Regions from separate parts of the Rattus norvegicus genome. Here region 2 is linked to region 1. The links are chromatin contacts, called in public Hi-C maps. All regions are on one chromosome and are shown on one strand. Each heading gives the region's core, a stretch centred on a gene start, on an enhancer-like site or on the middle of the called end of the contact. The rest is flanking DNA. Distances are from core to core; before and after follow the strand shown. Region 1 has its middle 110 kb from the start of Kynu. Region 2 holds the start of Kynu (kynureninase).

What was found. Hi-C and Micro-C count contacts between places; a contact is called where the count stands out from the background.
Region 2: a contact with region 1 is called in a Hi-C map of liver, with 5 times the contacts expected there. The contact joins the promoter of Kynu here to the enhancer-like site in region 1. A contact is called at or near these places in 3 of 12 Hi-C or Micro-C datasets (kidney and liver).

The regions. Positions count from the first base shown.
Region 1 is chr3:48,074,657-48,082,484 of GRCr8, reverse strand. No RefSeq gene overlaps it. Among named protein-coding and RNA genes, the nearest start is that of Kynu, 110 kb to the left of the region's middle. Within about 2 kb of position 3,779, at least 2 of the 93 cell types and tissues checked have an H3K27ac peak or open chromatin away from gene starts, as enhancers often do. A contact at or near this core is called in liver, where this site is marked.
Region 2 is chr3:48,184,641-48,192,468 of GRCr8, reverse strand. Kynu (kynureninase) reads right to left here and starts at 4,183. Exons shown (of 14, transcript NM_053902.2): 1 at 4,140-4,183.

The DNA.
Region 1 (7,828 bases), core at 2,530-5,029:
ATAGCAGTCACTAAGGCTACTTCCCAAATTCAGATACATGGTTCCTTTTTGGCTGCTCCCTTCTTCCTGCTTACTAAATAAATGCCCTTGGAAGTTTAAACCGTGTGTGTTATAAGTGAGTAATATATTCTGAGCCATTTCAACATGGCTGTGAAAACAGTCCTCTCTAAGGAATAAGAAATGAAAAAAAATCATTATAGTATACTCCCAGGCCCTATAGACAAAATGAAATGTACTTCAAGCCTAGGAACATATAGGGCGAGCTGCCAAGAGTGCAAGTAATCCAAGCAGGTGGAGATGAGAAGAGAGAGAGGAAAAGAAACAAGAGCAGTGCACAGCCCCTCTGGAGAGCACTTCAACATCAGGGGAGAATTTAGCATGTACACAAAGATGTGTGGACATCTTGCTGGATCAACTCTCACTAGTTTCCAGTCGGAAATATACAAAATGGAAATTGGAAAGTGCTTCATCTGATGGCAAGCCTTATCATTTATCACAGTGTTCTGGTTGGTTATCTAGTCTGTTTTGGGGGGTTGCTGAGGTTACAGGAGAAAACGAATCTACAACATCTACAGTATATCATTACTTTTCTCCTTTCTTTGATGCATTAAAGAGTAGATTGGCTACATTGCCTCTGGTGAGTTTCCCTTTTTTATGTTTGTTGTTGTTTTTGTTTTTTGTTTTTTTTTTTGTCCATAGTTTTGATATTTGAAAGTAGTAGAAAGCTCGGACAGCCATGTTCTTAGGAAATATTGCACTGCGAAGAAGCTGATAGACTTCCAGGCCATTACCCATGTGACAATTCCTCTGCATCCACAAGTTATTGCCTCATAAAAACAGAGGCACTGCCACTCTCAGGAGTAGCAATCAACTCTACTCACTCCAGCCTGGCAAATGCTGTACCACCCAATTTCCTCTTTCTTGCTTTTAATCATTTTGAGAGACAGCAGAAAAGCCAAAATAGTGAACAGGCATAAGGAGAATTTTTAACCGAAATCAAGTGAGATTTGATTTGGAAGTATTTGATTTGGGTGAAAAGATCAATTCTTTCTGTCCTTAGAGGGTTTATGCTTCTATCTCTAGACTTTGCTCCCATTTTGTTGTTTAATCTACTTAGCAACTACCTGGGAACTCTATCTGTGACTTCTCTTCTATAGACGGTCACATGAAGAAGTTTCTTTAAGCAAAGTAAGTGCACCAACTGTAATTTTTTGAAGAATTAAAGGCAGAGTTAGTAGTGTCCTTGGGAGGCATCATGGACGCAAAGATATTGTCTCGATTCCTATTTATTCAGAGTAAATAGTAGTTATTAAATAATCAGAAATACCTCTTCTATTTCAGTATAAACAAATACCAGTAACTCTATGCACTGGAAATAATTCAGAACAAGTCATGATTTTAAATCAGATTGCTGCCTCCATGTATTTAATTATACATAGTAAGGAAAGATGCAGATACAAGACTACAAACATCAAACAGCTTTATCCGATATTTATTAAATGTGTTGTGTAGGGATTTCCATGGACTTATTTAGCTATCAACCTTCTCTAAGACAATATTTATACTATTTTAGAATCCCAAGTCAAATAAAAGGGAAATCCAAGCACAACACTCTTCACTAGAAACCTTACATATAAAATATTTTTATGCCTTAGCACATGGTTCATTTGAAATGAAGACTGTGGGATTCCTATGCTTTTCAATTTAAAAATATGAAAACAAGTTTCATATATGTAACATAGCTATTTCTATTAGAAAAATGTCAACCATTGAAAGGCAGTCAGAATAGGATCTATATCTGTAGTCAAAAATTAATAATAATAATTACAAGGTTGTGGGACTGTTCCTGTGAACATTCTGGTGAACGAATGTTCCCCCAGAGGCTGGTATATTAAGGGATTATTTGCCACATGCTGGGCCCTGGAAAATGATTGCATTCTGATTTCTCTGTTCTACTCAAGAAGTTAATCTGTTGGTGGATCCATAATTTTGAAGAACTATGCTTCAATAGAGAAAGTAAATGCTTTAACTCAAAGATATATCTTAATCCTATGTTCATTCTATGTTAGTTTCCATGCTTCCTGTCCATCTCTCATAAGATGTACCACTTTGCTTTTCCTTCCTGTGAGTGGACCCAGAAGCAAGAGAACTAATTGACCTAGAAGAACTATATCTGTGAGTCAAGTCAATTTTTACTCCTTTATGCAAATTTGAATATTTTGTCACATTGATGAAAATGATCACGTCCACTAATGAAGTCAGTCCATCCTTTTTTACATCTTTTTCTGTTACATTAAGGAAATTTTTTTATTACTCATCCTTTTAGTCACCTCATGCCTAAATACAGTTTAATCTGTTCTAGAGAAACTACTTGGAACAATGTTGTGCAAAGTTAATCAATCAATCAAGCATCAGATTTATCAGAATATTTCTAACTACAGAGATTTCTCATTGCTATTCTAGAGGTTCTGATATGGCTGCGATCTGACCTGAGAATTTGCATCCTTGATATGTTCTCGGGTACTCCTATTTTTGCTAATACAGGACTGTCCTTAGAAATCCTAGACCAAGGGAATCTCAAAGCAGCAAATAACATATTGTCTATTTGTTAATTTTTAGTCTCTCTTCATCTCCAAGATACTATTAGAGAAGATTTTATTGTTACATATTCCTACCTATTTGAAAAATTATAAATGTTTTTTGATAACAAATGAAGAAACAAAGAGGAAAATAGATGTATAAAAGATTTTTAGTACAAGGAAAATGGAGAGGTTTTTGAGAATTAATTATTAATGAGGTGCTAAGCATGTTTGTTGTTCTCTGTGATATTCTGGTCTTAAAAACTAACCACATTTTAATCTTTGTAGGTCACTAGATGCAATAACCAGAGGTCAAAGCAGGTGAAAATGGTCAGGTCAGAGTTGCATAGATATTGATTTTGGGGATTATCTGTGTCAGCAACTTCATAGAAAGAAGTTAACAAGGTAGAACAGGCCAACATGTGGCAACGAAACAAAACAAAAGCCATACTATTAAGATACTTTACCTGTTTGTATCAACTAACCACAAAATCTCAACAAGAAACATAGCTGTTCTTCTTGTTATTGGTGGTTTTGACATTGCTTCCACAATTCAGCTTCCTGCTACAGACATTTCTGTGTCTTATACTCTTCTCCATGAATATATTTTCTGAAAACTGGAGGACAAAAGCTTCCAGACAGTGCAAAGAAATACATGCCATGACGTAGGTGTAGGCATGCTACCTACTAGTGGTCCTTTTCATGAATTCCTTCACTGTCTTGAACATTTATAGGACAAAGGAGAAGACACTGTATAAAGGTTGAGTTCCTGGTTTTGGTTGAGTGATATTTTACTTCAAGTAAGAATAAAAAAAGCAAGCTAGCTGCCAAGGTTATTGATGAACCCAAAGTAAGTTCCCTCATATGTCATTCTGTATATTAAAGCATAGCTGGAGGCGGATTCAGCTTAAGAGTGCTATTTACCTGTCCTCGGTAGTTTTTGAAGGCTTTTTCCTACATGACGACTTTGTAAGCAGGTTCAGCAAGGGCAGAGATCAACTGCAGAAATGTAACATGGAAAATTGTTTCAGCAAGTGTTGGCAAGGCATGGGACACAAACAGAAAAAGAATGGTGTTCTCTAGAGAAGAAACAGGAAAAAAAAAGATCTGACCCAAAAAGATCAAAGGTAGTCCATGAATCATGGTCAATGTGCTTATGATGCAGTTATTTTGCAACCTCTCATGAATTTCATGTTTGAGTCAATAAACAGTGTATGACCAGGGCAGGACTAACGCTGGAAAGTTAGTCCTCTGTCGGTGGAAGTACGGAAGCATATACTTTCTCCACATCTTCAGCAATTTTCTTTTACTGTCAAACCACAAGAGAAAGAAACTAAATAGTATTCCTCTCTCATTTTTTGATTTCTTGTTTAATCACACACACACACACACACACACACACACAGAGAGAGAGAGAGAGAGAGAGAGAGAGAGAGAGAGAGAGAGAGAATAATGTGACTTTCAGAACTCAGTGGAGAAGTTCCTTTGTACAGTAGACCGCATTTCATGAAGAAATTCACGATGGGTTAAAGTGTAGAGAACAAGTGTCTGAGGACTCCTCAACAGCAAATGAGACATCTGTATCCCACCCTGGCCCACACAAGGAACATCTTGGAAAAAGACAAAGGTTGAGTCAAAGAACAAGGATGACCAGATGACAAAATGTCTTTTGGACATGTCAGGACCTCTGCAGTCATGAAATCACAGCAGCTATGAACACAAGCTCCAGGCCTACAACTTATCGACCCAGTGAATGTTAAAGCATGTAGCATGGAGAGACTCACAAACTCATAGGCATAGCTGAACTGACAGATGCTGGATTCTTTGGCGAAGGAGTCACCTTTTTTATGCATATGAACCTTGGCAGGTTGTCCAGTGGGCGGGAGACCCAGGATGTATCTGGGAAGAGCCAGTGGTATATGATGTTGACGTTTGGTCTGTGACTACATATTGTAATGTTAAATATTGGCCTCCAAGGTCTGGTTGCCCCCAAGGACAAGGAAATCCTCATGGACTCCAAGAGATACTATGTAACCTTACTCCTTAACTTAAAATTATTAGTTGAATAAAGATATCTACAACCTCTAGTTGGGTAGAAGAGAGGCAGGCAGGGTTTCAGTTCCCTTCCTTGGGGTTGGAGGTAAGACAAGGAGAGGAAAGAGAGAGAAGGTGAAGAGAGCAAAATATACCTTGGGATAAGGGATTGTGAAAACTGGCCATGAGGGCTGGCTAGTCAGAATAAGGGTAGCCTGGACAGAACATGGCAATTCATACCTCAAAGTTATTGGCAAGGAAGTACACATAGTAGTGTAGGTTAGATATCTGACCAGATCTAGTGTTTTAAAGAATTATTATAAATATAAAACTTTTGTGTCCTTTAGCTAGGAACTGAATGATCAAAGGCGGGGTTGAGTTTGAGATTACGTATTTACTGCAACAGTATGAAATCTAATTAGGTATATAGATGTAGATAGATAGACAGATATAGACACAGATATGAAGATAGGGATGAGCAAGAGATACAAACTCAGTCTAGCAGCCATTGAAGGAAACACCAAAGACATAATATATTGACATCAAAGTAAAGCAAAGAGTTTAAGTTCAAGTTATTAGAAGACAGTTTCTTGGGTCCAGCCATCTCAGGAAAAGTTCTACCTTGCGGACAAACTGAATCACATTCCTAAGTCCTGCAACTTGGCTCCTATCCTGCTCCTTCAGACATTTCATGTTTGCATCTTAAGCAGTAAAGGATATAAAGAAGGAAGTTGCTGTCACCTTGTTACCTAAACTAAGGCACACAAGTCATAAATGTGTTGCCTGTCTTGACTTAATTGACTGTGGGCAGCTTGCCTACTCCTTTGATCCCTTATCATTCTAAATTCCAGGTAAGAGTCCAGGTGGAGACCTGGCTACAAAAGCTGACTCAAGGACCCTGAAACCAAGAGACCAGGATAAGGCACAGTCACCAATGTTAACTTCTTTGCTCACCCCCAGTGTCAAAACATGTTTGGTAAATGCAACAGCCCACCCTGCTCCTCCTTACTTTTTGTTCCCATCGTAAAAAAATGTGCAATCTTTCTTCCAAGACTTGATTCGTATCCTAATCAGGCTGCCTCTGTGCTTGCACAGAAAATAAAGCTTATATTATAAGCTTCTGTCTTGGGAGTGAGTTTTCTTGGCTTCCACCCTGAACCAAACAAAGTCTAAACAGCCACATGATCCACACAGTCTTAGTGTCTCCTTTATTTTTGAGGAATGGATGGTTGTTGCTGTACAGGAGACTAAGGGATGCAGACAACAGTAGGAAAATTGTAGAGATGAAGAAACAGTTCCTGCTGCCCTGACGGTTACTTGAATTAATTTGATCTGTGATTTAAATAAATGAGATTATGAGAAACAGCTAAATAACTTGTTTTATGACCTACCCTGTGAGACTGCTAGAATAAGCCATATTCCTTTGGGGTTAGTAAAATATTGTATACGACATACAGGACTTGTAGATTTCAAGGACTGGTAAAGAGCCACAGAACAAACTTATCTCGGAGCCATCATAGCAAACACAAAGAGCAAAACAAACTATACTCAAACGATCAATCATCATATGCATGAGAGCTCACCAACTGTCACACTTTGCATGTCAGCAGACTGAGTAAGAGAAATTTCAGAGGGGATTAATTTCTTGCTTAAACTGAAGAACTTTGGTGTTTAATGTCAGAAAATTCTCTTGCACACAACTTAATAATACATTTTCCATAATGCAGTATAGCCCTCAGTGCGACGGCCATTCTTGGTTGTTAACTTTGACTGCATTTGGAATAAACTAAAACACAAGCAACTGGGCACACCCAGGTGAGATTTTTCTTAACTAAACTATTTGAACTGGGAAGAACAACCTTTAATCTGAATCTTATTTTTTTAATTAAAAAAAACTGTATTTCCTTAGAAGCATTCAGAATGTCAACAAACCAGCTGCATTCTTTCTTTTTGCAATTACAGAGTGGTATTCAGTTAACAGCACAATTACCTTCATGGAAGCTGCATCAGAGACAACTGCAGATGAAAAAGAATTCCACAATAAAACCAAAAGAAGAAAAATAAACCATTGTCTCCATATACAACTAATTTGTGCTGTGTACCAATAAGAACCTGCTTTAATTTCCATGCCAATTTACATCTCCCAGACTGTACCAGGTAAGGTTATTGGCTATTGAAAATTCCACCAGGACAGGGCTATCTCAAGACATATCTGGTAGTGTGTGTTACAAAAAAAGACACTGTACAGTTTAAAAACCAATCTCACGCAGCCTTACATTTCAATTTTTTTCTTTATAAGGAGTGAGTTCTGTATGAGGTGGGGGCGGGGTTAAATGCCTTATAGACAAGAAAAAAAACTGCACTAGAACCAACTTATCATTATCATCCTCTTCATCTACGTCTTCCTCTTCTTCCTCTTCCTCGTCCTCTTCATCCTCCTCATCATCTTCCTCCTCCTCCTTTTTCTTGCTCTTCTCAGCCTTGACCACCCCCATTTTCACTGCATCAGGTTTTCCTTTAGCTCTGTAGGCAGCGATATCCTTCTCATACTTCTCCTTCAGCTTGGCGGCCTTCTTTTCATAGGGCTGCTTGTCACCCATGGCAGTGTTGTTCCACATCTCTCCTAGTTTCTTTGCAACATCACTAAAGGATAAGCCAGGATGTTCACCTTTGATTTTTGGGCGGTACTCAGCACAGAACAAGAAGGACAAAGGAGGCCTCTTGGGGGCATTGGGGTCCTTGAACTTTTTTTGGTCTCCCCTTTTTGGGGATGGATGGAGGTTTTCATTTCTTTTCCACAACGAGCCTTGTCAGCATTTGCCATGTCTTCAAATTTCTCCTTTTCTTTAGCAGACATGGTCCTTCACCTCTCTGAGCACTTCTTGGAGAACAATGCAAAGTTGACATTAGCATCCAGGTGCTTCTTGTGCTCCTCCCGGCAGGTTTGCACAAAGAATGCATATGAGGACATTTTGCCTCAGTTCCTTTGTCCATGTTTAGTTGATTTTCCTCTGCGAGGCACAGAGTTGCTCAGTGCTCCCTTGGCTCTCGCCTGCCTGGGCGCTGTCTCTATGGAGCTCAATGTACTGCCAATCTGAATCTGTTAAGGTAGGAAGATCCATTTCAAATCTCGGCCCCACATTTTGCTGGCAGCTTATGTAAGAGACACGGATGAAGAAAGCTTTTGCTCTTAGTCTGCTTCCTTTTCCTCTGGC
Region 2 (7,828 bases), core at 2,934-5,433, 110 kb before region 1:
GGAGTGTGTGTGATGTTTGCTATCACAGTGCACTCAGCTGAATCTAGGATGGGCGCTGTCATGGAAGAGGCTTTCAAGTTGCTCTTTACCTTCAGTCCTCCCTCTTCTATTCAGCCCCAGTGAGAACACGGTGTTAAACGACAGCTGAGATCACCATGCTCTCTGTATCTGATCATACTGCTACCACGTGTCTTTCTCACAAGACTGTCTATCTCTGTGAATTTTCTCCCTCTATATTCTTTCCCTAAAACACGCTGCTTTTATCCCACTATGTTCAGATCCCAGGAACTATTCACTGTTTTAAATCAAGGCTACATTGTTGTACAGGTCTGTCATGTAATCTCTGCTAAAAGCCTTCTTTCTTCCTTTAAGCATCAGAAACCTTTATAAGCATACATCTTATAATAATGAATACATCCTGTCTGGTACTATGTTTATTTGGGTATATGTGTGGATAAAAAAGATAGAGTATGCTTTCTATGCCTGCAACTTGATTTAAATTGGCTGGTATTGGGTACCATCTGATGTAGGAAACAGAGATGACTGTGTCTTTCCCTTGGCTTCATCACTTGCATTCTCACATTTGGTTAGACCTTGCCTGGATATTTTACCATGCATTGCTGCCTCTGAGTGATTTGTTGAACTCTATTGTGGCAGTGGGTATAGCATTAAGCTGAGCATAAGACCGAATTCTTCCAAGAATTTGAACCGTGTTAGACATTGATTGACTCAGGTAGAAACAGGATCATGAATTTCAAAGAATCAGAGAGAAGCTATGAAATACTGGGGCTCAAGAGCATCTGGTCACAAGAGAGTAATTTTTTTAGTTTTATAGTAGAACAGAAGTATTGATTATTTCAGCCTGGAAATTGATTCCAACTGCAAGTGTCACTGAGCTATTGGAACTGAACAGTGAAGATTCCTTACAAATATAGGTTCACACTGGGTTGAGAGTCACAGAACCTCGGCAGAGAGTGAACTCTGTGAAAAACTCCTGGAGCCTGTTGAGGGCTGTTCCTAAACATCCTGCGGTGTTCTTTGGCCTGGCTATGAGGCGTGTCCCTACCACAGTGAGTTCTTGCCAGCTTGGCTTAAAGTCTATTCTCTTGGTGCTGCAACGTGTTTAACCTCACACGATAGTTACACCACTGCTATAAACAGCATTGCTTGTGTAGGCTTTTCCTTACATTGAGATGACAGCTGAGGAGAAGTAGCCAAACAGCTCAGTGAATTGTGAAAGACGGACAGTCACCTGCTGCTAGGCAAACGCATCCTGCCTCAGTCTGATCAAGGTGCACGCAATTAGAGAAACGCTTGCAGTGAAACTCAGAGTCAAGAGTTTGCCTTAGGTTTGGGATGTTACTTGAAGAGCTGACACGCTACTATTTCTTGGGGAATAAGTACATTCTGAATGGGAGCATTTTAATTCCTAGATTATTTCATTGCTATGTTGCAAGCTGCCTTCCATTATCCTTACAGGAGCATTTGTTAACACTGCACAGGCTTCTGAGGCCACATTTCCACGTCCCTCTCATTCCTGCGATCTGGGAAAGACTGGTATAATACTCACAAATGGAACTAGGAATATTTGCTTCTGCCTATAATCTCAGCACTAGGGAGACTGAGGCAAGAGCATTTCCTTGGTTTTCAACATCACCCTGGGTTAGAGTGAGCTCCAGATCAGCTTGTACTACGTAATAGAGTTCTGTCTTAAACAACGGCAGCAGCAACAACCATCTAAAAATAGTCTTCCTGGTTACTTACACCTGTTTTAGCATACAACAAAGCAATATGAGAAAGCCACACGTAATGGTTTATATGAGCATATGAAGAGACTTATGTTCTGAATGTGAAAAATGGTAGTTATTCCTCCCCTAATCCCACAAATGTTTATTGAGCATATATGATGACTCAGGCATATAGCTCTCGAAAAGTAAAATAATGCTTCTGATTTCATGGTGAAGCATGTGAACAATGTGCATCACGTTGGGCATGGTGACACATTTCTTTCATCCCAGTAATTGTACTGGGCAAGAGACTGACGCATTGTGAGTCTTGACTGCGTATCAAGACCCTATCCCAAAACGAACAAACAAGAAACATGTTAGTGTGTTTGCATCAACAGTTAGTTCATCCTTGTAAGAATACTGAGGAGTTAGGGTTACTTACCTTGGAGGCCAATGACTGCACAACACATTCAATGGGCTCTGAGGCCGAGGTAAAGTTTACAGTCAAGTGTGTCTGAAAGCCCAGAGCAAACTGGGCCTCTTTTATGAAGGAAGGTGTGTAGTCAGACCCACAGAGAAAAACCCCCTGCTCAGAGGGAGAAAACCCCCAGCTCACAGGGAGAAAAGCCCCTCCTCAGAAGGAGAAAAACCCCTGTTCACAGCAACCTCTTATTTCCTTGTATTCTGTTTCCTGATTTTTAAAATCAATGGCTTTTGCTTATTTCCCTTTCCTCTGTTTTCTTTTTGTAATTCCACATTAACTCTATACAGCAGCATGGTCTATAGGAGAATTTATTTCCTCTTAAGAAATACTTGGGGACAAAGCATCATGATACAGTCCTGGCTTATCTGGAGTCCACGAATCCCCTGCTTCCTAAGTCCTGGGGTTACAGGCATAAGCCTTTATGCCTTTATAGTAAAATCTAATCTCTTCACGCAAATGTGTAGCTCTTTACACTTCTGGGCTTGTTACGTTGGAGATGGGAGTAGGTACAGGGATGTCTTCCCTGAAATGGTGCTTCCTTCCAGGGTACCCCTCTGCACAGTGCCAGCAGACTGCAAGGCTTACTCAAGGCCTTTGCCCCGAGAGAGAACTGATTAGCGCCTATTAATTGCTGCCTAATTCTGTGTCCATTCCCCCAGCTAAGACAATCAGTGCTTCAAAACATCATTTTACGCCTTACTTAGACTAATCATTTGCAAGTAAATTGACATGATTTGTTTGAAAATGAAGACATTAACTCCTAGCTTATAATAACTGTCAAATTTCATATTTCATGTATTGAGCATGGCTTACTTTTACAAGGGCAAACAAACATGTCATATGCTGGGGTGCAAGTCATCCGAACCCACTTTGGTCATTGTTATATAAAATAAAGTTCAATTTGATTTTTTTTAAAGGAGCCTGTGGTTAGCGTCAAGTCACCTTCATGAGGTATTTCCATAGGAGTTTTAAATATCGCTGTGTTCTGATGGAAATTGATTTCATTCTCCTATTATGCACTTGAAATTTTGAAAATTGGTCTTTGTGGTTTTATTTACGTAGCTACGTTTCCATGGGTGAAAGGCTGTGCTTACTGAAGTGCTGACCATCGGTAATAAAGGAGTCACAAATTAGAGATCTCTCCCTGACCCTACGGGTCTAAGGTCAACCAGCTCAATTAGTGACCCAGCGCTCAATAGTTAATCTTTGCCTAGCAAAGAGTCCTTCCCAAGGGATACCAAGTTCAAAGTTTAGAAGCTGGTAAAGATACATTCGTAAAATGCCACACTTCATCAGGGGAAGTAAAAAATTTATATACAGGTGTGCAAAGCATGCTTCTGTAAGACTGTCATTGAGAATTGGGTGACATCACGGGTACAACCAGCCTAGCTGAGCAGTACAAGATCCTGGAGTTTGTTCCCACATTCCTTAAGTAGCAAACCCACAGGGAACTGAAAAAACCATTTACCAAATACAAAAAAAAAATTCTGTATACGCTTAGGCAAAATGCTCTAGAAAATAAAAGGGGAAGAAACTCCCGTCAAGAAAATACACTTTCACTTCTCTAAACGTTAATGTGACGAATAGCAGCACAGGACAAACCAGAAACCAGAAAGCTCCTTTCAACATGGACTTTCTTTACCTAGGCTTGTTCTACCCGAGCATTTAAAACTGCAATGAGTGCCGGGCTAACCTGCCGGGACTGCAACTTCATCCGCTTTCTCTATCCTGGGTTTAGAGGTGCAGGCTTTAAGGGAGGCCATGCCGGTTTTGTTTATGAAGATAATTTATACAGAAAGAAGAAAGCAGGAAAAGAAATCCCCAAAGGACTGCACCGTTAAGTAGAGAGAAGTTCCGTTTGGAAAAGAACAAGGAAAGTGAATGTCTGTTTAGGCTCAGAGCTGTGCCTTGGCCTGCTCTTTGCTTACCTGCTTTGATCCAGATAGGGTCCTCAGTTTCCAGTACCTTTTCAGGGGATGCCTGATATTTCCTTGTCCCTAGGTAGCCACAACCAATAAGACTCCACCCTGTGGAAAATTTGCATGTCAACTTTAGTTCCTCCCACCCAGTTGAATCGGGTTGCAAATTTCTAACCACCAACAAAAACTAAGCAAAATGCGGCACCTCCCCCATCCCCACCCCAGCTTGCCAAACATCTGGCTCTGCTGACAGCCTCTTCCAACTCTTCCTTGTGGGTTCTAGACCTCCGCAGCGACTTCTTGACCTATGTAGCTCTGCTGTGAGCACTGTGTTAGAGAACTGATCTCCAAAATCTGCATTTATTTTCAATCTGTACTCCAAGAAAAAAAATCCGAAACCCAGAGAAATGCCTTCTTTGAAATCTGGACGCATTTCTCCTGGATTTTGAGACAGTGAACCACTGATCAATTTTGATTGCAGGGCATTTGCCTTATAATGGATACAGATTTTATACAAAAATTTAAAATAAACCGGGTGTGGTGGTACCTACCACTGATTCAAGTGCTTTGCCCTAAATATGGAGGGACTTGTTGCAAAAGAAAAATTAATATAGCCCATTAACTCCCCAAAATATTTTATGGCCTAATAAATGGAATTTAAAATTTTTGAGGTCATAAATCTTGATAGTATGATAACCACAGAGAGAAGAGGTAGGGCTTGGAAATCCAAGAGGACAGAGGCCTGGGATCTCATTAGTGCTAATTATTTCTGTGAACTCTGCTCTCTGAGCTGCGTTCAGCTTAGATTACTTCTCCTGGCCTAACCTGAACTTAGGTCTTTTGAGAAATACCATATTAGGCATAAAAACTAAGACCAAAGGCTTTCAGAATAATCACTACAGAAGAGACTGCCTGGGTCACTGCGCGTTTGCTCCCGTGCCTTGCCTAAGCCCACAGCACATCGCTCTTTGTAAGGCCTTCTTCAGTCTACTCTGTGTCTTCGCTGTAATCTTGGACAAGTTGCTGAACCGTGGCCCAGGCTCAGGCTCCTATCTACCTGATAAACAGAAAATGCACCTCCCTTACAAGATTGTTGAGCTAGAAAAACAACAAAGGGAAAACCCACTGTACCATGACGTATAAATCCATTGGACACATTCTTTGTTTTCCTCAAATTACCCACACAAAATGTACTGTCCTCGGCCTCTAAGAGAGGACAATGGAGGTCATGAGGTTACTTTGAGATAATTTACTGACCACTGTTAAAACCATAAACTATAAAATCCTCACTTGATTCAATAGGAATTATAAAAATTGGAATTGAATAAAGAAATCTAAAGCTTGTAACACATTTATTCATTTTTCTATCATGTGAAGTTTTGTGTCATCAGAATTTTAGAAAATTAGTTCTGCTATGCAGGAGAGAACGCCATATTCCCTTGTTGACTGGGCTTGAAGAGAGAGATAAAGATGGACAGGTCAAAGTCCTGCTGTCATGTATTTGGTAAGTGTTGGAGCAATTACTGCAGTGCACACAGACTGAAGCTGAGGTCTGGCTCTGTTCTTCACTCCTATTGTTCTATCTCTTACAGACTTGAGATTCTTGTATTCTGTCCTTTTATTTTACCCCACTAGTTATATTTCATAATTTATTTTTCAGTTCCCTTAAATGTTCTATATTAGGAAGTTATCATTGTCTTTATTTAAAAAAAATCATTTTGTGGTATGAGCATGCCACGTTGGCATAGACAGAGCAGGAAAAACCTATTCCCCTTGTAGGTAGTGTTGCATTTCCATCCCATTATCCAGAATCAGGGAGATTTGCTTTGCTCAGAGTCGTGGACCTATATCTGTTCTGGGTTGTGGTAATCTTGTATGTTTAGCTGGACACTAGGCAAGTCATAGCTCAGGTTATATCTTGTTATCCTAAACGATGTAAGTCTGAACTTAGAAATGTTTTCCTCTAGTTTGTAAGTTTATGCCAAAATCATCTTCATTTATGACATTTGACCCCTCATTCCATTAAGGGTCATTCCCTTGCACTTATTCCTATGACATGACCATATTTAGTCTCCTGGCTTCATGGATGCCAGGGCTTGTGGTTGGCTTTGAACTCAGGAGCTCCTACATTTGAGATCTTACTCTGTTATGTACTACTGTATTTTACTTCCTGATATATATAACAGTATACAGTATATATACATATATTTGTATATATATACAATAACATGAACTCTATCTATCTATCTATCTATCTATCTATCTATCTATCTATCTATCTATCTACCTGTCTATCTATAACTTATCTACTTATTATTAGTCTGTCTTTCTATCATCTTCTAATTCCAGATGTCTTTAGTGTTATATAAAGGAATATGTTTTCGGGTTCTAGTCTGTTCTGTGACTTACAATTTGACCTCAATTCCTTTCTTTTCTATCCCTTCCCATGGTTTTCCTGTTTGATCTTCAATCTTTACCCTGAAGTCCTGCCTGTTATGTTTTTGTACGTACCAGTCACTTTCCATTTCTGTCTTATGAATCCATTTTTGGACCCAAAGTGTAATCTTCTCTGGCAAGACTTGTTGTGGCTTCTTCTTGCCTATTGCATTCCCTGCAGGAAAAATCACACCTTTCCTGGGTTTTTCACTCACTTTCTTTCCCTTGTGTTTCTGCCTATTCACAGATAAGAAATTTGGAAATCTTCCCCTTCCTTCTTCTTGAAGTACATTCCTTTAGGACTTGGCTAAATAGCTTAGTGTTTACCAGACTTTTCACCAAGCTTTAAGAGACTGTATCTAGGGTTACAAAAGACCAGATGTAGAGTAACAAGAGACAGGGTACCTAGTTACTCTACTCTGTCATTATCTTCTATCTTCTCGCCCTACAAAGATGACTCTAGATTGCGTTGTTTAATTTTCGTAGAGATTCTTCACACTCTTCATCTTACTCTATGTAGTGTCTTTTCTGATTCACTGCGTATTTCAGTTATTTCTCCAATGTTTTAGCAGAGTTGTAAGGAGTATTTGGGGATTAGAGTACATCCTTGAGCACAAGGAGTCAATCCATGACTCTCGAATTATTTTTCGTAGATCATGCTCATGAGTACCATATTAACTAACTCTGTACATGTCCAAAAATATATTTTTGTTTTCCAAATGACTAAATGTTATCCTATATCATACTGTAGCATATTGGGATAATTTTATTGCCATTAACTGATAGGCGACATTCCAGTTTCCTCCAGGTCAATGTTAAAATTAGAATTGAGGACCGGCTTTGTTGATTTTACCTACAGGTTTATACTATTGAAGTTCGTGTTACAGTTCATGAACCTTTAAGAATAGTCTTATATTCAAATATTTTCATTATCTGCCGTGCTTAGAAATAAGTGAGCACTTCAAATGGGTTGGAATTCCTTTTGGAGTGACTGAGGGCTAACTGGCATTGTATTTCCCTCACATACCTCTGAACTCAACATTAATCTTCTGATGAAAGAGTTGATGCAACTGAGAGCATCTGATGCTTAGCTGTAATAAACAAGCTGTAAATCAAATGGAAGACTCTCACCAAAGGCATTATCTACATGGAGTTGATCTGTGGGCATATCTGCAGAGTATTGTCTTATGTTAATTGCTGCAAGGAGACTCAGACCACTGTGAGTGGAACCATTCCTTAAGAAGGGGTGCTGACAATGGAAT